Regions from separate parts of the Mus musculus genome. Here regions 1, 2, 3, 4, 6 and 7 are each linked to region 5. The links are chromatin contacts, called in public promoter capture Hi-C maps. All regions are on one chromosome and are shown on one strand. Each heading gives the region's core, a stretch centred on a gene start, on an enhancer-like site or on the middle of the called end of the contact. The rest is flanking DNA. Distances are from core to core; before and after follow the strand shown. Region 1 holds the start of Fst (follistatin). Region 2 holds the start of Nnt (nicotinamide nucleotide transhydrogenase). Region 3 holds the start of 4833420G17Rik (RIKEN cDNA 4833420G17 gene). Region 4 holds the start of Hmgcs1 (3-hydroxy-3-methylglutaryl-Coenzyme A synthase 1). Region 5 holds the start of Parp8 (poly (ADP-ribose) polymerase family, member 8). Region 6 holds the start of Zfp131 (zinc finger protein 131). Region 7 holds the start of 3110070M22Rik (RIKEN cDNA 3110070M22 gene).

Region 1 (2,996 bases), core at 151-2,650, 2.6 Mb after region 5:
TTGGGCCCGTCTGAGAGGCACCCAAACAACTGTCTTCTAATATTAGCACGGCTGTATTTCGGGATCTATTATAGTCTGTCCAGACAGATCCCATTGTAATGGGACCTTTTATTAAAAGATTAGCACTATCTCCTGCAGTTGGTGGAAAAAAATCTGTTATCACTGAGTTATTTGCAGTTGTGGAGGGGGTAGGAGGAGGGTGATGGAAGATGGGGGTGGGAGGATGAGAGGAGGACCGGGGGGGGGGGGCGCTAGGGCTGGGGCTAGAGAAGAAGGGCGAATTTGAAATCCGTAAGAGCAAATCCCAATGACCTGGGAATGTCCAAGAATTTTGTCTGTTTTGTTCGCTGTTTGTTGTCGTTCGGGCTTCAGAAGCGAAAAGAATAGAAATTTAAAAGGCAGCTTTGAAATAAACAATATAGCCTTTTCCGTGAAGTAATCGTTTTATATAAAAGGAAATATCGCCTCCTCAGTTTCATTCAGCCGTGCCAGAAAATGTTATAAATGAGAAGACCCGCCAACTTTCGGCGAAGAATGCCAGGCATTGCACTCAATAAACTGAGGCTGCAGAAGTTCATTATCATGGTGCAATCTTTTTTTTAAATAAGAGAGAGAGAGAGAGAGAGAGAGAGGAGTCGGGACAGAAACTGGGGCGTCTCGGAGCGGGGGAGGAGGGGGGCAGACCGCCTACGTCGGCGCCCCCGCTCGGGGCTGCGACTCCAGACGCGACGAAGTGAAAGGGGAGAAAAGAAAGGGAGAGGGCGAGACTGCCGGGGGCGGCCGGCTCCGAGGTGTTAAACATTTTTGTTTGCTTCTGACTTGTGGAGCCCGAGGGCCGCGTCTCCGCAGCGCTCGGCCCGGGTGGAAGGTGCCCGGGGGTCGGGGTTCTTAGCAACCTACTCCAGGCTGGGGGGGGAGGGGGCGCGGGAGGGAGTGGGAGGCGGGGGAGCTGGCAGGGTGGCCGCAAAGTAAGACACGTAAGAGACCTCGGGACACAAAACGTCTCCGGGACCCCGCGCCAAGGCTCTGCAGGGAGGCTCCTGAAACTGCTCCCCCGGGCATTGAAGCAGCTCAGGGATCCTGCGGCGGGTTGCAGAAGTCTCATCCCGGAGCCCTGGAGCAGAGGTGCTGGGGACCCATTCCCGGGGTCCTCCGGGGTCCCCGCGCTCCGCCGGCCGCCTCCTCCAGCGCCCTCACTCACACGCGCACACGCACACACGCGCGCACACACACACTCGCACGCCACCCCGGGCGCGCCGGCTCCGAGCGGCGGCGTGCAGGACTGAAGTGGATGTTCCTCCCCACCCCCGACGCGTCGCCCCCAGCCCCCGCCCCTGCCTCCTTCCCCCCTCCCCTCCCGCTCCTACGCAAATAAGAACTCGGCGATTCCCCTCCTGCCGCTTTGATTTCGGGCACCTCCGACAGATAATTGGGAAGGGTTTCCAGAAGGTGGGAAATGTCACCTGATTCACACTGAACTTTTAAAAGCTCCCCACCCCCAAAGAGCCGGCACACCCTCGGTCGCGGCCGCCCTCCCACAGCCCCACACACTGGGAGACCGCCCACCGCAAACCTCGGAGACCCCCGTCTAGATTTAAAGCGCGGCTGCGCCCGGCTTCTGACGTCCATTGAATCGCGCGGGCGGCCGGTGGCGAGCGCGGGGCTGCGCCGGGATCGCTGCGCCCTCCGCCGCTCGCCTCTGCGACGCGCGCCGCTCGCCCGAGCCACCCGCCGCCGCGCTCCTCGCCCCGCGCCTGCCCCAGGATGGTCTGCGCCAGGCACCAGCCCGGCGGGCTCTGCCTCCTGCTGCTGCTACTCTGCCAGTTCATGGAGGACCGCAGCGCCCAGGGTGAGTGGAAGGGATGCGCCCAGAGGCTCGGCTGGGGCAGGGGTTCTACTTTTCTGCTGTCTCCACTTGGTCTGTTCTGACCTACGCTGCTCTCGGAAGATGTTGGAACCACCCGGCTACTCCTGTAGAACGGAACGGGAGGGAAAGACTGAAGGCAGTGACACTTTAGGATAGAGAGCGGAGTTTAGAGCCAGGTTACCCTCAAAAAGGAAAGGGCTTGAGTGGAGGAGCTGGAGCCTCAGTAGTTAGGGGTAGATGCTCCAAGTTCTGGTCCTAATGACTTTAGATGTTATCTCCCCTGGCTGGCTCGGGAGAAGGGCGAGCATCCGTAGCCTGGAGATTACAGTCGACCTACTAGCAATCTATCCATCTTCCTTCCATATCTTTTGGAGACTCTTTAAAAAAAAAATGACGGGGTGGGGGATGGGAGATACCGAATTTTCTTGGGTGGCCGGGGGACGTGGTTTCAGAAACTTTGCCCAAACTTGGAAATGTGGGTACTGAAATTTTTAGAGGGAGGTAGTTTTACGCTTAGCGGATGCTCCTTCTGCCTCTTTCCCCCAAGCCCCGCGAAAAAGAAGAAAGACAAACCAAATTATTAGCCCGAAGTGTTTTAAGTACTTTACAGTTTTCTCCACTTTGCCTCATTCCTGTTAACTTCTGTGAACCAAGCAGCCCACAAGCTATTTAGACTCCGACCTGGATTAAAGAGCAAATTTCTGAAGTTTATCTTCTAAAATTAAAAATGAATTGATTTTATTACAATTAGTCTCCAGGCTGGATTTCTTTTTTAAAAATAGTGGTAACCCCGCAGCTTCACGACAATTACTCTCGAGTCACTTTGGTGATTCATGAGACGTCTGCTTGCCCAAAGTCCGAACACATTAAATAGGGACAGAGAAAGAAACTATTTGTAAAGAGGTTCTTGGGAGACATAAGGTAGGTATGTGTGACCCGGTAGACGCCTCCGGGTTCTAACCCTGCTGCGTTGCCTGTTGGAGCGGTAAGGTTTTGTGTGTCGTAAGCTGCCCTCCCCGGCACCGGTCCTAGCCGTCTGCCCGACACTAGGCTGGGCTACCAGCCTTGCTGATAGGGGCGCTGCCTGGGTGCCGGGACGTGGGCGCCAGAGAAAGCAGCCCTCGGAAAT
Region 2 (2,830 bases), core at 23-2,522, 2.4 Mb before region 5:
GGAGGGGGAGTAACAAAAACAACACTAAGAAAGAAAGCATTGGAAAACATAGAGTATGAAGGCAGATGCCCTTCAAGGCTAGACTTGCTGATTGTAGAAAAGCCTTGCACGTGAACTCCGAACTACTTACCACACAGTCCGCAGCACAAAAGAGTTTAAAATGGTTAAGGACTTGCCTCATTGTACCTGCAGTATTACTATCTGTTGACTTACGATTATTATTTTAAAACACCGGGCCGAGTCCTTTCCTGCCTTCCAGTTCTTCTGCCACCGGAAGAGTTTACTCCAGATTGCTGTGCGGAGTCCAGTAGCCCAATGACCCTTTCTGCTGTATAAAACACAAGGCATTCTCTAAATAAGGGGTTCTCTGTGGTTCACTTATTTTTAAAAGATACTGAATGTCTGTTTTTTTTTTTTTTCTTCTGCCTGTTAAAATATTTCAGTTAAATTAAAAGCAAGGGGCTGGTGAGATGGCTCAGTGGGTAAGAGCACCCGACTGCTCTCCCGAAGGTCAGGAGTTCAAATCCCAGCAACCACATGGTGGCTCACAACCATCTGTAACAAGATCTGACGCCCTCTTCTGGAGTGTCTGAAGACAGCTACAGTGTACTTACATATAATAAATAAATAAATCTTAAAAAAAAAATTAAAAGCAAGCAAGCAAGCAAACAAACAATCTTACACTGACGTTTCCTTTAGACTCAGCGCTGGGTAAGTTTAATCAGTGTACCTGCAGAGCAAGTAACAGAATCTAATCACTAACCAATAACTAGGTCGTTATGTTTTGATTTCCTTAATCAGGAACCTTAACAGGGACGTCAACTACAATTACATTCTAGACACTGCCTATGTTAATAGTAGCGCAGGGTTTCCTCTTGGCTGGCCTCGCTGTTGAAGCCAAATATGCACATGTGTGTGTTCATTTTCAGGCCTTGACTTCGTTTGTGAGGAATTTAACCCCACCCCCGTCCAGAATGGAAAAACAACGCCCCCATTCCCGCCCTCGGCTTCCTCCCGCCTAAGTCTTCTCCAGTTACAGAAGTTCGGATTTTTTTTTTTTTTTTTTCCTAGAGAGTTAGAGGAAAAGTCCGGCCCAAGAGTGGAGTTATAGTATCCGTTTATTTGCTCTGCTGGGAGACCGGTGAGGAAATCACACTTTGTAACTTAGTCTCCTGGGGGGAAAGAAGAGGTACGAATTCCTAAAAACTTGAGTTGCAGTGCTTGGCATCGGGTTTGATTGACAGAGGCCGATTGAGCAAGAGCAAGGGGGCGGGGCTGCGGGCCTGGGGCCCTGGCAGAGACAAAGGGGCTTCAGCGGCCACCCGGAGGGGACCAGCTGCTGCGCTGTAAGCGTGCATCTGGTGGAGTCTTTTTCTCCTTTGCAGACTGGCGATCGGGCCAAGCGGGTTTGGCAGGAGGCTCGGGGAGGGGGAGAAGGGGTGCCGAAAGGGGGCGCGGGTCCGGGTCTAGGCAGCCCTGTGTCACGTGGTCGCCGCCGCCGCCTCAAAGTTGGGGCTGTTCTTCCGGGTTGGAGGCACAACGCCGCGGGCCAACCCCGGGTCTGCTAGCTCGGCGTGGCGTTTGCTCGCAGCCCGGGGTCGCCATCTGTCCCGCCTGCCGGTCCAGGTGAGCCAACCAGCCCTGCAGCGCCTAGGGGCTGCTGGAAAAGGCGGGCAGCCAGCGCAGATCCCCGGTCCCTCGGCGAAGGGGACCCGAGAGAGAGCAGCAGGGGGGCGGGGTCGGCTGTGTCTAGCAAGTGGGGCGCAGAGGCTCCTGCAGGAGACTGACGGAGAAGGAATGCGGTATATGCCTCGGGGCTCCTTTTGTGTGTGCGTTCTATTGGGGTGACATGGAAAGGAGTGAGAGGGTAGAGGTGGGAACGGAGTCCCGGCAGAAGACAAAGTAAGCAAGTGACAGCTGTGCAGGTGCAGATCTTGGATCCTGGGGTGGGGGTGGGGTGGGGGCAAGGGCTGCAAAAGTTGTACGTAGTCATTTTGGCCCTTAGAGGGACTGGAAGAGAGGTCGTAGAGGACTTTCGATGAATGGTTTACCTAGAAGAATGACAGCTGGGCGCTCCTAAGTTGTACTTGAACTTTGAGAGTGTTCAGGCGGGGTGTCCAGTTAGGTGTATAGGAAAAGATGTGACTGTAGGTCCGGGCTGACTGGTGGTAGTTTCTGAATACTGAGAAAAAGGGGTTTGGATTGGTAAGTCACGGTGGGCTCTATTAGAGGTCAGGGTGTAGTTCTGGCCAGAGCTGGTTCAAACTTGAGAGGCACAATAACTACTATGTAGCCAGAGCCAATGGGCTTCCACAGGAGGTTATAAATAGCGGTCCAGCTGCACGTGCCAGAGGGTGGCAGTTTAGTTGCTGAGGGAGGGGCAGCACCTGTGACAGGAGCCATGGCTGCAGTGGCTTTGGGAGAGGTCACGCTGCCTGCCAGGATAGGGTATTGTGTCCTTGTTGGTATGCCTAGCTTTTAAAAGCATGACTTTGTTTATGCTTGCAGGTGCCCTTTATTTGTCCTACGGTAGTGTGCAGTCCTTAGAAAACTTTGGAGGCATGGGGCTTGCTTGCCCACTGAACCCCCTTTTTTGGGCAAATCTTGGTTATTTTTCCTTTCTTACTTTATTATTCTTATTATACTTTTTTATTTCGAGACGAGGAAGATCTCGGTCTGTAGCCTTGGCTGGCTTGAACGAACTTCTATGTGTAGCCTAGGCTGGCTTTGAACTTGAGTTGCTCCTCCTGCCTTAACCTCTCCGATGCTGGCATTTACAATCATGAGCTACCACCCCAGCTCCATTTTCATTCTTTCTTTTTTTTTTTTT
Region 3 (2,905 bases), core at 9-2,508, 2.4 Mb before region 5:
AAGAAGGTGTTTCTCATCTCAGGAACTTTGCCCTGCTCTCTCTGTCTAGCTTGTCGTCTCCTTGCTTATCATATCACAAACTCTTCATCAGAACTCACATCTCAACACAAATACCACTTGCACCAAGGCCCAACTTTATCACCTAAGCTAAACTACTCCATCCATAATTGCTATCCTAACATATCTTTTGTCCTCATAGACTTTATCAGTACCTCCCACCAGGATAGAAACTCAGACAAAACAGATCTCTCCTGTCTTATTTACAAATGTATCACTGGGACCTCAAATAGTACTAGGCAAAGAAAGCTGTTGGACAAATAAACTTTCATCAAATACAGAAAGAATAAATATTTAAATTCTTCCCCTTGAGTTCACGATATGCGTTGATGACACCACTGTCATCACGATGCTTTCTGCCTGTAACTAGCTTTCTATTGCTTTTTAAAATCTCGCTTGAATTTGGCCCTTTATCTCCTTTTGTTGGAAGCTGAACTCTTATTTACTACAACTATCTTTCTCCCATTTCGTCTGTCTTCAGTGCATCTCTATATTGCCGTCACGGGTTAACTTCCCACAGGTAAGACCACAGTAACTGCTTTACGTCACTTGTTTAAATCCTTGCAACGCCAATAAGCAAACACCGTGATTACAGACGAAGAGACGTATGTGCACACACGCATAGCTCTACCTGGTATTTTAAGAGCAAATTGGTGCTTTGCATCGTTTTATTCACGTTTGCACTCTCACCATTCAACACGTTAGGTCTGGGGGATAACGAACCGAAAACCCTCCTCTGCATGTTGAAGGCTCGTTTTTTTTTTCAAAACAAACCCGGGGAAAGAGAAGGGGGCGGGAAAACACCCTCAGCAAGACCACCGCCAAACTTGCAACACTCACCGGCGGCTGTGGGCTGCGAAGTTGTTCTGCACCTGGAAGGGAGGGCAACCTCGGCCTCCGACCGACCTCTATTTTGCTCAAGTGGCACGAACTGTGCTGTTTGCGTAGCGCTTCTCCACGGTTCCTTCCGTAATGTATTAACTACCGAGAAGCATTTCTTGAGGAAGAAAAATAATCACATCTACGGAAAAACACGGATACAAGAAGTGTTTCGGTTGAAACACCGGTCCAGTCCTCTGGGGCAGCATCGGCGACGCGAGGAACAAAACACAAACAAACAAAACACAAACAAACAAAACACAAAGCGAGGCAGCAGTTGGAGCCTCCCGCACCGAGAGGAAGGGGCGGTCTCCGGAAAAGCGAAGCCGGAAGTCCCGCCTCTTCCATTGCAAAGAGCAGTTCCGGAAAAGACCGGTTTTCCGGGTTGGACTCTGGTCTCCACGTATCGGGTGCTCAGTGTCGGCACGGAAGCGCCGAGTTTCCGTGGGGATTAGGGTTATAGACCAGTTTTACCAGGCGACACTGTCACAGGATAGGTGTTAGCGGAGCTTTAAAATTCTTTAAAAGTAATCGAAGACAAAGACCACTTGTTTTAAGAGGTGCCAGAAAATGTCTTCTAATTCTTAATCTATTGCCATTAGACATGCGTACGACGTCAGCAAAATACGCTGCGGATTAGCCCAATTCACTGGGGTCAGGATGGGGATTGGAGAATGACTGGGGGGACAAAATATTCTATTAGTTATGAGTGTTCCTAAACTAAAAAACACAGCGATCTATGAGAGAATAGAGTCTGAGAAAATACTTCCACTAAAATCTGAGGTTTGAGTTTTTTTGGGTTTTGTTTTGTTTAGTTTGTTTTTGAAACAGGGTCTGTGTAAACCTGGCTGTCTTGGAACTCGCTCTGTAGACCCAGCTGACCTCGAACTCAGAGATCTGTCTGCCTCTACCTCCCTAGTGCTGGGATTAAAGATGTGCTTCACCATCTTCCTGGCTTTGCCCTGCCTAAAAATAGTATTGCATCCAGATTATAGACTGTCCACAAGACACTCTTGGTAGTAAAGCAGACCTCTTTGTGCTGCCTATTGCCCTCAGTATGAGGGTGAGCTCAGAGCAAGGGGGGGGGGGCAGATCTCTCCACAAGGACATTATCCATATGGCCAGAGCTCCAAATCTGGAGTTTTAAATAGGTACTTGCTAAGTACAAGCAAAGGTCAAGGCTCTGTTACAACTCCAAGCAGTCCAAGGGAAAGATGATGTCTCTTTAAGGGGTTGAAGCATGATCAGGGAGGAAGGAGGCCTGAGGTAGTATGGCCAGGTCATTATGGATGGAGCCAGACTCGAAGAAATTTGCTGATTCTAAATTTAAAAATCTCCAGGCAACTTTTTCTTAAAAAACAAACTAACAAAAAAGCTTTATTAGGAATATTTGTTTAGTGCAAGAGCTTTAAGCAAAGCTATCAGTAAGGGATTGGGAAAACAGGATCTAACTCTTCAATTAGCCATCACTTGAAAATATACTGATACAAAGAATGATCTTAAGTAAAGACATCCTTGGACAGATAACAGTCTTCCTTCCTTCCTTTCTTTTTTCTTTTCTTTTCCTTCCTTCCTTCCTTCCTTTCTTTCTCTTTCTTTCTTTTTTTGAGACAGGGTTTCTCTGTGTAGCCCTGGTTGTCCTGGAACTCACTTTGTAGACCAGGCTGGCCTCGAACTCAGAAATCCGCCTGCCTCTGCCTCCCGAGTGCTGGGGCTAAAGGCATGCGCCACCACCGCCCAACCACAGTCTTATTTCTTAATGACCTGTGACAGTATGTACTGTACATTGTGTAGCTGTTTTCTACCCCCACCCTTTCCCCATCTAATGTTTGAGAACCCGAATGGAATTTCTGCTACACGGGATTTCATGTTTTGAAAGATTACTGGGATTGCTGATGGGGAATGGATTGTGGGCAGCAAAGGGTAAACAGGAGAGAACCCCTAGAATGTAGGTTCTCAATACTAAGAA
Region 4 (2,897 bases), core at 354-2,853, 2.7 Mb before region 5:
AAACAAAAAACAAACATTAAAAGCAAGGCCCAGATGACTTCAAACATCATCTTTATACTCCCTCTTCCCCAGTGTCAGAGAAACCCGAGAGAACATTACACTAAAGGGAAACTTTGCTAATTTAGGAGAGCTACATCCACAAAAAGACAGCCTCTCTTTCTTTTCACGAGACAGGCTATGCTTACTCTCCATCTCCATGCAAAACTAACTGAAACTTTAAAAGTCTGACCAAAGAACATGCACTGTTGAGAAGGCTCAACCTGCAGAGAGTCACTTGCAGATATCTGTGGAGGACTTTCAGCCTTGTCTCCAGTCTGATGGAATCTGCACAATAAAAATTTAAACCACAGCATGGAAGGAAAAAAAAAAATCTGTAACTATGAGTAGTCTGGTTTGTTAATGTTTGGCATGCCCTTGCTTCTCAAGATTCAACCCTAAAATACAGCAAAGGTTAGCAGCCATCGCACCAGCAGGAGGGAGGTTGCAGTAGAGGTGGGTAGAGAAAACAGGCAGAGATGGCCTGAGGCCAAGGCCACAGGGGCAAGCTTGGCAAGAAGGACAACCTCCTGCCACCTACTCCCCAATTCCCTCCTCCAGAATGTTGCCAAGCAATTCTTTCCCTACCACTGGTCAAAGAAGGTCATGTTTCCAAAGACTTCCATACACCTTGCTTTGAAACTTCCATGACTTAAACCAAAGTCTGTGTGCCGGTTGGGCCATCACATCTTTATAACACTTAAGGCTGGCTGTTATTAACAGTAGTAGACGAGAACATCTTAGCAGAAAGGGAGGGGGAGGGGAAAAGTGAGAGGGAGGGGAGAGAAAGGGGGGAGGTGCCGAGCTCACTAATCTTTGCTTTTCAGCAAGCCACGTACCAAAGGGGTCCAGGCCATCAATCCTTGGCTAGGTCTAAATCACAATTGTGATTTCTTGCACCCGAATTGGGGAGAAGTAACACTGCCCACTTTCCCTCATCAATGCTGTAAGTGGAGGCAGGACACACCCCCTGCCAACCTACAACCCTCCCTCTGAGCCTGAGCTTCCCCATCCCTTTGGGGTCCACCATTAACCCGAGGGTCGCTCTGACACCCCAGCTCCCTTCTGATCCCCTGCCGACGCCTCCACTTCGGTGGTCACAGGCACCTCTAAGGCGACTCCGGCTTCTGACTATGTCATCAGAACACGGAGCCCTCAACGCCCTCTGCCTTCTCTGCGCGTCCCGCCGGCGCACAGTGGAGTCCGGGTCCCCTCCGGAGTCCCCAAGCCCTCAAGCTCCCACACAAGCTCGCTCCCAGCGCCCCATCCTCCGGGACCCGGCTCACGCCTTAGCCCAGACCAGAGCGCAGAGCCTTCCGGCCTGGTCAAGGACACCGCCTCCTCCCCGCACACGCCGCCCGCGGCCTCGGCCTTTGGCTGGCCGGCCCCGCGCGGGACACTCACCCAAAGGGGATCAGACCCTGGAAGAAGAACGAGCAAAGCAAGGAGACCGCAGACTGTGCCTCCCGCCCTCCGCAGCTTTATAGCCACCGACCCACCCGACTCGGGCAGCGCCGGGAGGGGACAGAGGGCGGGACAGCGGCTACCTCTGCCAATCCCGGGACTCAGAGTCGCTCGGGAGCGCCCGCCCCCCGATCCGCTTTCAGCCAATGAGAGGCGGGGACTCGCTAGGGTTTTCCCTCGCTGCCGGAAGGGCGGGGTAAGGGGTGGGAACAAAGTCCGAGGACCTGGGAAGTGGGGTGAGACGGTGACGTAGGGTGGCCCGAGAACAAGCCTGCCAATGGCGGGACGGCGAGAGACGGCGAGAGCCAACGGGAGCGGAGTGAGAGGTTCTCCGACCAATTGAAGGTCAGTGAGAGGAGATAGAGACCAATGGCGACTCGGCGTCCCACTCCTGGGGAGAGATGGTCAAGGGTGGGAGGTGAGTTGGTCCCCCGCTTGGGAGGCTGTCAGGTTGCCTAGCAACCACAGCTCGGCTTCACCTGTAAAATATTTGAAATACTTGATTTGAATTCAGTCGTGACTCTTTTCTAAGTTTCCAGAGCAGCAAATTGCATCTGCATCACAAGTTTTAGCATAATGCTTCACCCAGAATTTCTAAATTTGTAAGTATTCTTAAGTGTCCAATTTAAACTACCTTGGCTTTTATAGAAACTGCGACTGAGACAATAAGTAAACCTAAAAAACGATATTTTAGGATATAGGAGTGAATAAGAATGATGCAGGGCTTGTCTGAGAAGGAAGGTTTATACAAATCAGTGTTTGTTGTTGTTTTGGTTTTCGTTTTTTGTTTGTTTGTTTTTTTTAATTTATTATTTTGGCACTTGGTCCAAACAGAAACTGTACTGCTTAGCTTTGTTGAGGTTGAATGACTGAGGTTCAGAACTGTATTACTAACTCTTCGTCCTTTTTTTAATCATTAAATACATTTTTTTAAAAAAAACTTTTATTGGATATTTTCTTTATTTACATTTCAAATGTTATCCCCTTTCCTGGTTTCCCCTCCGAAAAACACCCTCCCACTATCACCTCCCCTCTCCCCCTGCTCACAAACCCATCCACTCCTGCTTCCTGGCCCTGGCATTCCCACACTGGAGCATAGAGCTTCCATAGGACAAAGGGCCTCTTCTCCCACTGATGTCCGACTAGGCCATCCTCTGCTGCATATGCAGCTGGAGCCATGAGTCCCACCATGTGTGCTCTTTGGTTGGTGGCTTAGTCCCTGGGAGCTCTGGGGGTACTGGTTAGTTCATATAGTTGTTCCTCCTATGAGGCTGCAAACCCCTTCAACTCCTTGGGTCCTTTTTCTGGTTCCTTCATTGGGGACCCTATGCTCAGTCCAGTGGATGGCTGTGAGCACCCACTAAGGTATATTTGTCAGGCACAATTCTTCTTATGTT
Region 5 (2,976 bases), core at 404-2,903:
TCCCCAGAGCTCTCAAGCTTCAAGGGATATGGATCTGAGCAGCTACAGGCCTCAGACCAGTCTCACAGTGACCTGTCTCTGTAGTTAGGTTAAGGATCACTGTGTCCAAGGCCAGGCTCAAAGGAGAGCTTTAACCCTGCAAAGCCCCACCTAACTGCTGTGGGATGTATGCTGTCTTCTGCCGTCACTAAAGGCTGTCGGAAACTGAGGATTACAAGAGGAAAAGCGTGAGAATACAGATGATGTTAAAAGGCTGGATATATACCATAAGCCTCCAGCCTGAGTGTTTCCAGCAGTCAGTCTCTGCCTTGAAAAGGGTTTGAAATTCTAATACTCTTCTGGGCGTGTCTGTTCAGCCCCTAGGCTCCAGGGTACTGACTCAGGCTTGCCAGCACAGGAAAAGCTTCCCCTACTCACTATTCCTATCGGGAAGATTAAAAGGTTCCGGACAACATGATTGATAACACCTCCTATATTCCAGACACTGCTTGGTCTTAGAATGCAAAACAATATACCTATGGTCTGCCTGGGGGACACTTCTCAGAAACGATGCTAAAGAAAAGAGCTTGGTGGAGCGGGTTCAGGTTCCTTGCGGCAGAAAAGGTGGACCAACCATCATAAGCTTAAAGCAGGGCAATAGAGAGCGGACAGTATGGTTTTCCTTGTTGCGCAAGGTATTAGGGCTGGAGAAACTTTCCCTTGCCTCAGCCCACAGAAGGCTGAGGTTTTGAATAAGACCCAAGCCAGGTATCCCTGACTTAGGGAGTCCCCTCAGGCCAATTTCTTATGAACAGAGCTGGAAAGGAAGAACAAGAGTCTTTGGAGTCTAGAAAGGGCTTCATTTTCAAAAGAGCTTCTCAAACCTGGGACAAACAAACAAACAAACAAACCACCCTGAGAAGCAAAAGCAAAGCAAAACAATAAAAGAACCCCCATCACCTCACCACCAAAAAAGAAGGCAATAAGGAAATGGGAGAGTCCTCCTAGAGTGATCTCCAGCCTTTCTCCCTTTGCCTGATGTGATTACAAGGAAAGACTTGTTCACTTTATTTTTAATTCGTAAAGATTTTTTTTTCTTTTCCCCCTCTTTCTTCCTCCCAGCCACTCCGGCTTGGGTTTCCATATGACTCATAATTCCTTCTGAAAGTGGAGTCGAATTCATAAAAGTGGTGGAAAGAGGAGGGGTGGTGGTGGTGGTGCGGGAGAGGCTGGGAGCTCCAGGGAGTCTTCACTACCTACACTGTCACTCAGCTCCCGGCTCGAGTGGCAGTCGGGGGTGGGGAAATCCAGCCTGCGCGGATGGCGGATACTATTAAAGCCCCAGCGGCGCGCAGCCGGGCCCGGTGACCCGCGGCGGGTGCGGGAGGGTCTGCGGCTGGCGGGCGGCGCTGCAGCAGCCTGGGCACGGCCGCCGCCCGCGGGCGCGAGTGTGCGCGGGTGTGGGAAGGCCGGCGTGCGGGCCGCGAGGGGTGTGCGCGCGTGAGTCGGAGCGGGGCTCGCCCCTCTCCGGCGCCTGCCGCTCCACAGCTGCCGATCGCTCTCCAGCGGTCCCCGGCCCCCTTCGGGCCCCTCGTTTTCCTACGGCCGTCAGTCCGGGCGGGGGTGGGGGGGGAGGGAGAAAGTGAGACTCCGTGTCATCACCATCCATTGTCAGAACAGGAGGAAATTGGAATCCAGCAGCGGCGAGCAGCAGCTGGGCGGTCACATCTGGGAATGCAAAGCCGACCTCCTCCTCCTCCTCCTCCTCCACCTCCTCCTCCTCTCTCACCCGGGATCACTTCCGAAACCACTTCGCCTTCAGCCCCTGCCTCGGCCAGAGGTTTCATTTTTAACTGAATATTTACGAAAGCTGGAAGCGTGCGAGGGGGGTGGGGTGGAGTGGAAATAGCGGCTGCTTCTTTTCCAGGGATTTATTTAATGGGGATGTGTTCAAGGCAAGAGAGAATTCAGAAGGATATCGACGTCGTGATCCAGAAGTCAAGAGCCGAGAAAGACTGCCTGTTTGCAGGTGAGTTCTTGCCTCTCGGATCCTGGGACCAGGAGTCAGCCTCCCCTCTGTCTACCCCCATTGCCCAGATTTCTGACCGCGACGCGTGTAGCTTGGGAGTGTGGGGCGGCAAGTCCCCATTCCGGGTGCATTTGGAAATAGCTGCAGCGGCGTGAGCTGAAACCCAAAGAGGAGGGGGGCACGAGCCACCCCCCTCCCCCCCAAAAAACCCCACCAGGCCAGGGCAGTCTCCGGCTCCTGGGGCAGGACCCGCGCGATCAGAGTGCAGGGGCCGGGCGCTGGGTTCCAGCCATTGGCGGTGCCCAGAGCATCCGAGCTTTGCCTCCCGGCTTCGGCAGCCGTGGCCGAGCGGGGCGGGCTAGAGCCCGGCGGCTTTGCGCCATCGGCCGAGCGGCGGCGGCCGGGAAGGGACCGGCTGCGCTGCGCTGCGCTGCGCTGCTCCCGCCAGGCGCCGAGGCCCCGGGAGAAGGCAGCGCTGGGCCGAGCTCCCGCCCCCTCCGCTGCACCCGCTCCTCGGCGAGCGCGCAGGACACCGCCCCGGGGAAGGGATGGATGGATTCCCGGGGTTCCCGAGCTACGCAGGCCCAACCTGGGGGTCGCTTTGCGTCCATCTTTGCTCCCCGTCCTCCCACCCCCCCATCCAAGGCCGAGGGCAGTTCGGGCTTCGCAGCCCGAAGCCTGCCAGGGGCTGCTTCCGGCTGCTTGGCTGGGAATTTCCCGCTGTTGCCATGGCACCCGGCACTTGTTGCGGGGGGCGGCCTCCCGCTGCACCCCACGGGGTGCTCCGCATCCCCTCCTGCACCACCCTGCTGGCGGCCCCTAGCTCTCCAGCCTTTGCTTCCCTCCCCATCGGGCCTCCTAGGCTCACACAAAAGTGTAGGTTCAAGACAGAATTGGGGTTAAAAACAACACATGGGGTGGCTTATAACACGACTTTCCGTTTCAGATTTCAGATACTCAGACTCCAC
Region 6 (2,700 bases), core at 61-2,560, 2.8 Mb before region 5:
GGATTCCACTCCTAAAATGTTAAAAAGATCGGATATCTTGGACCCTTAAGGCTGTCGCGTGCCTGTCCCAGCAAAAGGAACACTGTGACCTTCAAGGCTGCATGTGCTGTGTTATGTCTGGCTCCAACTCACACCGCTTTGTTGGACTCTCCAGATTACCTTGTTCGTAATACCGACCTGCTGTTCAGACCTGAACCTCCGCTCAGACTAAAGTCTGAATGTAGAAAGCGCGTGTTCTCGCCCAATTCCGCGCCCCCCCCCCCCCGTTTCTTAAAACAATTACAATTAAAACAATTACAATGGCATTGCCTCAAAAACTTTTGAAGTGAATACATCCACTCTCGCACAGGACTGGACTTTCCATTAGTCTTTATTGTCCAACTCATTGAGATTACCGATCAGTACCCATTAACTATCAGAGCATTGCCCTCAGACGAGCCTTTCTTGGGATGAATGAGTGAGCCGGCCACGTGCAACTGAGTGGCAGTCCCCAGCCACTTTAGGGGCGGGTGCGGAGAGCTGGGATGAAGGAATCACAACTGGATCTCTGCAGGCTGACCGGGTTGGTGAGTCTGCAGGCACGTGCTGCCACCGCCGGGCAGACATCGGGGACAGAGAGAGAAATAGAGATCCCCGGCGCCGGAGCCTGCTCGTCCCCGCGGCCGCCGAGCCCAGGGCGCAAGTGCGTCGGCGGGACCCCTAGCTGATCGTCCGAGCGTCCCTGCCGCGGAGGTGAAGATGGAGAGCGAGGAGCTGCCTGGGTACCCGAGCAGCTGCGCCACGGGACTAGAGAGCGTGGAAAGAAAGGCACGAGGCCCCGGCGCCAGCTAGGTAAGGGTAAGGGCCCACCTCCGCTCCGGAAAGGGGGCGGGGCGGGGCGGGGCCGCGGGATATAAGCGTCCCGGGCCGCCGAGCCGGTATTCCACCGGGAGTTCGCGATCGGAAGTGCAGCTACGGGCCCGGTGGGGGCGGGCTGGCTGCCGGAGCGCAGCGTCGCCAGGGCCTCAGCCTTCCCGGTGCTCAGACTGCCTTGCTCTACTGGGAGAAGCCGCAGCAGAGCCCACGGAAGCCTTCGAAGCGCCGCGCGGGGAGCCCCGAATCCCCCCCGGGGGGGCTCCCTCCCCCCTCCCCTCCTTACTGGGCCCCAGGGGCGTGGCCAGGCTTCGCAGGGATTGGCGCTCCGGGTGCGTCCGCGTCCGGCGTGGTGACGCAGCACGTCGACGTAAGTGACGCGCAGGCCCCGGGCCGCTCCTCCTTCCCTGAGTGAGTGCCGGCCGGGTCGGGGCGGGGGGGGGGGGGGGGTAGAGGAGGGAGAGGCGCCGGAGGGAGAGGCGACCCGGGGAGTCGTTGTGGGCCGCGGGCCGGACCGGGGCCGGGGCCGCCGCAGCCTGGGCCGGGCGGAAGGCTCGGCGGGCCGTTGGGAGGCCGCCGAGGCTGTTCGGGGTCCTCCCCGGCCGGACTTGCGCTCCCGGGCGTCCCTGAGCCTCCCGGCACTGTGCCCACCCCGCTCCAGCTCGCGTCTCCAGGCTCCGATTAGGTCAGGCTCGGAGTTCCGCGGCCGCGGCTCCGGCCCGCGACGCGCGGCGGCCGCTCGGCTGGCTCGCCTTTCTTCTTCCCCAGCCTTGCTCTCGGCCTCCCCCTCCCCCTTCTCTCCCCCTCCACCCGGCACCTGGGTTTTGGTTTGGTTTCTTGTTGTAGGGGTTTTGTGTCAGCCCGAGCTCATGGGTGTACATTATCATGCTCCTCTTTTGTAGAGCACCCCGACGGCCATGGAGGCTGAAGAGACGATGGAATGCCTTCAGGAGTTTCCTGAACATCATAAAATGATCTTGGACCGATTGAATGAACAACGGGAGCAGGACCGGTTTACGGACATCACCCTGATTGTCGACGGTGGGTCGGGGTAGTGGGCAGAGGAGGAAAAATGGGGAGCTTCAGTTCTCTCTCGCTGCCCGCCTTTTTGTACCCACCCTCTCCGGGCTCTCTTCCAAAGTCGGTGGAGGGTTTGCATCAGACCCGGGAGGGCGCCTGTCAGTGCTGCTCACGTAGACCATGCCGCAGAAAGCTGGTTGGCTAGTCTGGATTTTAATCTCCTAGTCTGATATGCATCATCACATTTTAACTTCTTGCTGCATGCTCAAGTTTTATAATTGCACACTCGTTAGATAGGTGCCCGGAGGAGAGAGAGAAGATACCTCAAAACGTTTGGTCAGACAAGGAGGCAACAAGGAGGCGGTCTCAGTGTTTTTTGTTAATAAGCCCGTTCTTAGCAAGCTGCTTTGAGGAGTCCAGCACAAGAATCATTTGGGAAGTTTTCATTCTAGTTTTCCAAAATGGTGTGGAAAGGAAAGTGGATGAGAAACCACCTACACTCATTGGGGCTACACTCATACCCACTGTGAGTGACTAAAAAATAAATTGGGAATCTGCTAGTCGTGCTTGTATAGGCAAATCCAGATTAGGGTTCCTTTTAGTGAACATTGGCTTTCTAGACAAGATGTTCCTTATAATGAAAGTTTGTAGGTGTGTTGTGCCTACAGCTATATTAGGCATATTGAAAAATTTCCTGTACCAAACACACTGGCTTTGTACTCCCCCACCCCTTTCTAAATGATACGTGAACTTTTGCACTGTCATATTTAGAACTTTTATTTCATTTTATTTTCTGTGTACGAGTGTTTTGCCTGCACACGTATATAT
Region 7 (2,720 bases), core at 131-2,630, 2.5 Mb before region 5:
GGACAGGAGTCACAGTCTTGTGAGCTGCCATGTGGGTGCTCGGAACTAAACCCGGGTCCCTGCACGAGCAGCCGGTCCCTCGTGTGGACAAACAGCCCACAGGTCTTCACGCTGATCTCTACTTTTCTGGATGTCTGACACTTTCACTTAGAAACGTTTTAAACAGAACCTAATGGCTCCTCGGCAGTTCAGTGGTTGTTTGCACGGTGTGTGTGTGTGTGTGTGTGTGTGTGTGTGTGTGTGAGTGTGTGTGTGTGTGTGTATGTGTGTGTGTGTGTGTGTGTGTGTGTATGTGTGTGTGTGTGTATGTGTGTGTGTGTGTGTGTATGTGTGTGTGTGTGTGTGTGTATGTGTGTGTGTGTGTATGTGTGTGTGTGTGTGTGTGTGTGTGTGTGTGTGTATGTGTGTGTGTGTGTGTGTATGTGTGTGTGTGTGTGTGTGTGTGTGTGTGTGTGTGGCATTTGGGAGTACAGAGTGCTGGATTCAGGTCTGTTGTCCCAGCACTCAGGGAACAATCACGAGCTCCGATAACATTCCCAGATCAACAGGAAGAGCACAAAGAGACCATGTCTCAAAAAGTGAACCATCAAGCAACATTATCACAACACACAAAAACACCCCCTGACCCAAACTGCCTTCATCCGGCTTTACAAACCGGTCCTCACACTATGGTTGCCGTGTCAGTCAACGCGTTTAAGTCGGGAGCCAAACTATCAAACGCAGATGTCGGATCTGGTGCTGATAATCAATACAAGGAGCAGACGCAAACCTCTTTTCACGTCAGCGTGACTCTGAGGCCATCCGGTCTCTCTCCGCGTGTGAAAGAGCGCCCGTGACGGCGACAGATACAATGGACAGTGAAGCGTTTCCACGTGTTTCTGTTCTGAGCCGACTCCTCCACGCGTGCTGTTCTGAGGTCCGTGGGATCGAGTAAGTTTTAGATTAAAAAGAATGGATTTCTACGATGTCGACTGTTAAACTGCACAGGAGGCCTCAGCTCTCCACCCGCCCACCGGCTCCCCGCTTCGCTTCGGGTTGGAAAAAGCGCAGAGCCGAGAAGAGCGGCGTCGACGGGGTCGGAGGGCGAGAGAGGGAGGGCAGGGGAGGGAGGGAGGGAGGGAGGGAGGGAGGGAGGGAGGGAGGGAGGGAGGGGTGAGGCTCTGAGAGGTTTCGAGTCCACCCTGAGCCCGCAGCCCCGGCCCGGGACTCGATCCTCCGCCTCGCCCGGCTCCGGCTCCCTCTGGACGCAGCGCGGTCCGGCCGTCCCTCCCCGCCCGGCGAGCCGCGGCTCGGCTCCACCCGGCGCGCCTCGCGGTAGGCGGGCGGACGACGGCGCCCCGCCCCTCGGCCGCACCATAGAGACGCGCGCGCCGCCGGCCAGAGCGGCCGAGTCCTCCGGGTCCCCGCGGACGCCGGGATGCGGGTCGCTCGCTGGATGAGCCTGAGCCGGTGGCCGCCCTGAGCTCTGCACGCCCTCAGAGCCCTCAGAGCCGGACGGAAACGTGGAAAACGTCCCGTCGGTGTCTGTGCTCATCGAGTCACCCCGCTCACCACGATGCTCACCTGTGGCGGCCGGGATGGAGAAGCCCCTCGCCGGCTGCAGGGCACACCGTGGGTCGGGGGCTCGACGGCTCAGACGTTCCTAACGTCCTGCAGTGGACGCCACAGGGCAGACGATGCAGGATCGCGCGACCTGTCAGACCAGACGCACCGCAGCGCTTCACCGCCCCCTTGGGGATTTCTCAAGGCTTTGCTACTCACCGGCGGGGGCGACACGGGCGATGGGAGGCGGCTGATCTCAGGACATCGAGGGCAAAGCAAGAAGGCTCAGCGGTTAAGAACACTGACTGCTCTTCATACAATGCATCCTGAATCCTTGTGTTGGGCTCGGCTACAGAATCGCTTCAGATGAACTATTCCAGCAGAGGGCCACAGTCATCCCCCTGCCTCACACAGTCACACAGCCACATCCCCCTGCCCCACACTCAATCAGCATCATCCCCCTGTGTCAGCGGGGGGATGTTAAGAACACTGACTGCTCTTCATACAATGCATCCTGAATCCTTGTGTTGGGCTCGGCTACAGAATCGCTTCAGATGAACTATTCCAGCAGAGGGCCACAGTCATCCCCCTGCGTCAGAAAATCACTCACAGAATCGCTTCAGATGAACTATTCCAGCAGAGGAGCTCCTTTACTGAAGGGCACTGACCAAGTGGAAATATGCTGGACACATAGTGATATATCTCAACTAGGAGAGGCTAACTTTAGTGAGGTAGTTGGGACGATCATAGATGGACTGGCCCAAGTTCAAGGCTGGATCATGACAAGAACTGTTGTGGACCAACCCTCAAGGGGAGGAAGACTCTTCAGGGGGGTTTAAACACCCCCCACCCTCCTGAGACCCGGCTTTCCTGCTTCCGGAGTTCCTGCTCTGGTTTTGGGGGGTCTTTTTCTCTGAGCCTCTGCCTCATGTGTTTCCTCACCCCCAGTAAACACTTTTCTTCAACTGCCGGGTCTGTCTGTGGCATGAGATTGCTCTGCTGCCCTTTGTGGGCTTCAGAGTTCCTGCGTATGAACAGAGAAAAACAAACCGGATCTGGACACCTAGCCTATATCATTTAGGTTGCAACAGGGTTGCTTTGGTCACTTTTCTTTTTTGATATACAGCTTTGCTTTTTATAGTTTGGATAGGGGAGGAAATGATGCCTCTTTTTTTTTT

What was found. Promoter capture Hi-C pulls out the DNA fragments that hold promoters and counts their contacts. Capture Hi-C pulls out chosen DNA fragments and counts their contacts.
Region 1: a contact with region 5 is called in a promoter capture Hi-C map of embryonic stem cells, with 6 read pairs. The contact joins the promoter of Fst here to the promoter of Parp8 in region 5. A contact is called at or near these places in 1 of 39 promoter capture datasets (embryonic stem cells) and 2 of 484 Hi-C or Micro-C datasets (both in embryonic stem cells).
Region 2: a promoter capture Hi-C map of pre-B cells shows a contact between it and region 5. The contact joins the promoter of Nnt here to the promoter of Parp8 in region 5. A contact is called at or near these places in 4 of 39 promoter capture datasets (the C10 cell line, cranial neural crest, hippocampal neurons and 1 more), 2 of 484 Hi-C or Micro-C datasets (B cells and LSK cells) and 2 of 115 datasets of contacts at active chromatin or transcription factors (large pre-B cells and thymic regulatory T cells).
Region 3: a promoter capture Hi-C map of pre-B cells shows a contact between it and region 5. The contact joins the promoter of 4833420G17Rik here to the promoter of Parp8 in region 5. A contact is called at or near these places in 2 of 39 promoter capture datasets (hippocampal neurons and pre-B cells).
Region 4: a promoter capture Hi-C map of pre-B cells shows a contact between it and region 5, with 2.3 times the contacts expected there. The contact joins the promoter of Hmgcs1 here to the promoter of Parp8 in region 5.
Region 6: a contact with region 5 is called in a promoter capture Hi-C map of liver, with 5 times the contacts expected there. The contact joins the promoter of Zfp131 here to the promoter of Parp8 in region 5. A contact is called at or near these places in 3 of 39 promoter capture datasets (the C10 cell line, hippocampal neurons and pre-B cells) and 1 of 9 other capture datasets (liver).
Region 7: a promoter capture Hi-C map of pre-B cells shows a contact between it and region 5. The contact joins the promoter of 3110070M22Rik here to the promoter of Parp8 in region 5. A contact is called at or near these places in 1 of 39 promoter capture datasets (pre-B cells) and 3 of 115 datasets of contacts at active chromatin or transcription factors (acute myeloid leukemia, large pre-B cells and pro-B cells).

The regions. Positions count from the first base shown.
Region 1 is chr13:114,457,355-114,460,350 of GRCm38.p6, reverse strand. Fst (follistatin) reads left to right here and starts at 1,400. Exons shown (of 6, transcript NM_001301373.1): 1 at 1,400-1,849. The coding sequence starts at 1,765. The region is part of intron 1 of Gm41074 (a long non-coding RNA gene); the gene reads right to left.
Region 2 is chr13:119,407,699-119,410,528 of GRCm38.p6, reverse strand. Nnt (nicotinamide nucleotide transhydrogenase) reads left to right here and starts at 1,272. Exons shown (of 17, transcript NM_001308506.1): 1 at 1,272-1,626.
Region 3 is chr13:119,461,112-119,464,016 of GRCm38.p6, reverse strand. 4833420G17Rik (RIKEN cDNA 4833420G17 gene) reads right to left here and starts at 1,258. Exons shown (of 13, transcript NM_001113550.1): 1 at 898-1,258.
Region 4 is chr13:119,689,057-119,691,953 of GRCm38.p6, reverse strand. It overlaps Hmgcs1 (3-hydroxy-3-methylglutaryl-Coenzyme A synthase 1), which reads right to left and starts at 1,603. Exons shown (of 10, transcript NM_001291439.1): 1 at 1,441-1,603.
Region 5 is chr13:117,024,208-117,027,183 of GRCm38.p6, reverse strand. It overlaps Parp8 (poly (ADP-ribose) polymerase family, member 8), which reads left to right and starts at 1,653. Exons shown (of 27, transcript NM_001081009.2): 1 at 1,653-1,819; 2 at 1,907-2,008; 3 at 2,955-2,976. The coding sequence starts at 1,918.
Region 6 is chr13:119,789,342-119,792,041 of GRCm38.p6, reverse strand. It overlaps Zfp131 (zinc finger protein 131), which reads left to right and starts at 1,310. Exons shown (of 8, transcript NM_001302548.1): 1 at 1,310-1,537; 2 at 1,755-1,893. The coding sequence starts at 1,770. It overlaps Gm46390, which reads right to left and starts at 1,771. Exons shown (of 2, transcript XM_017315657.1): 1 at 1,760-1,771; 2 at 353-1,669. The coding sequence starts at 1,771. The coding sequence ends at 500.
Region 7 is chr13:119,487,044-119,489,763 of GRCm38.p6, reverse strand. 3110070M22Rik (RIKEN cDNA 3110070M22 gene) reads left to right here and starts at 1,380. Exons shown (of 1, transcript NR_027974.1): 1 at 1,380-2,507. It overlaps Tmem267 (transmembrane protein 267), which reads right to left and starts at 1,291. Exons shown (of 3, transcript NM_001177666.2): 1 at 770-1,291.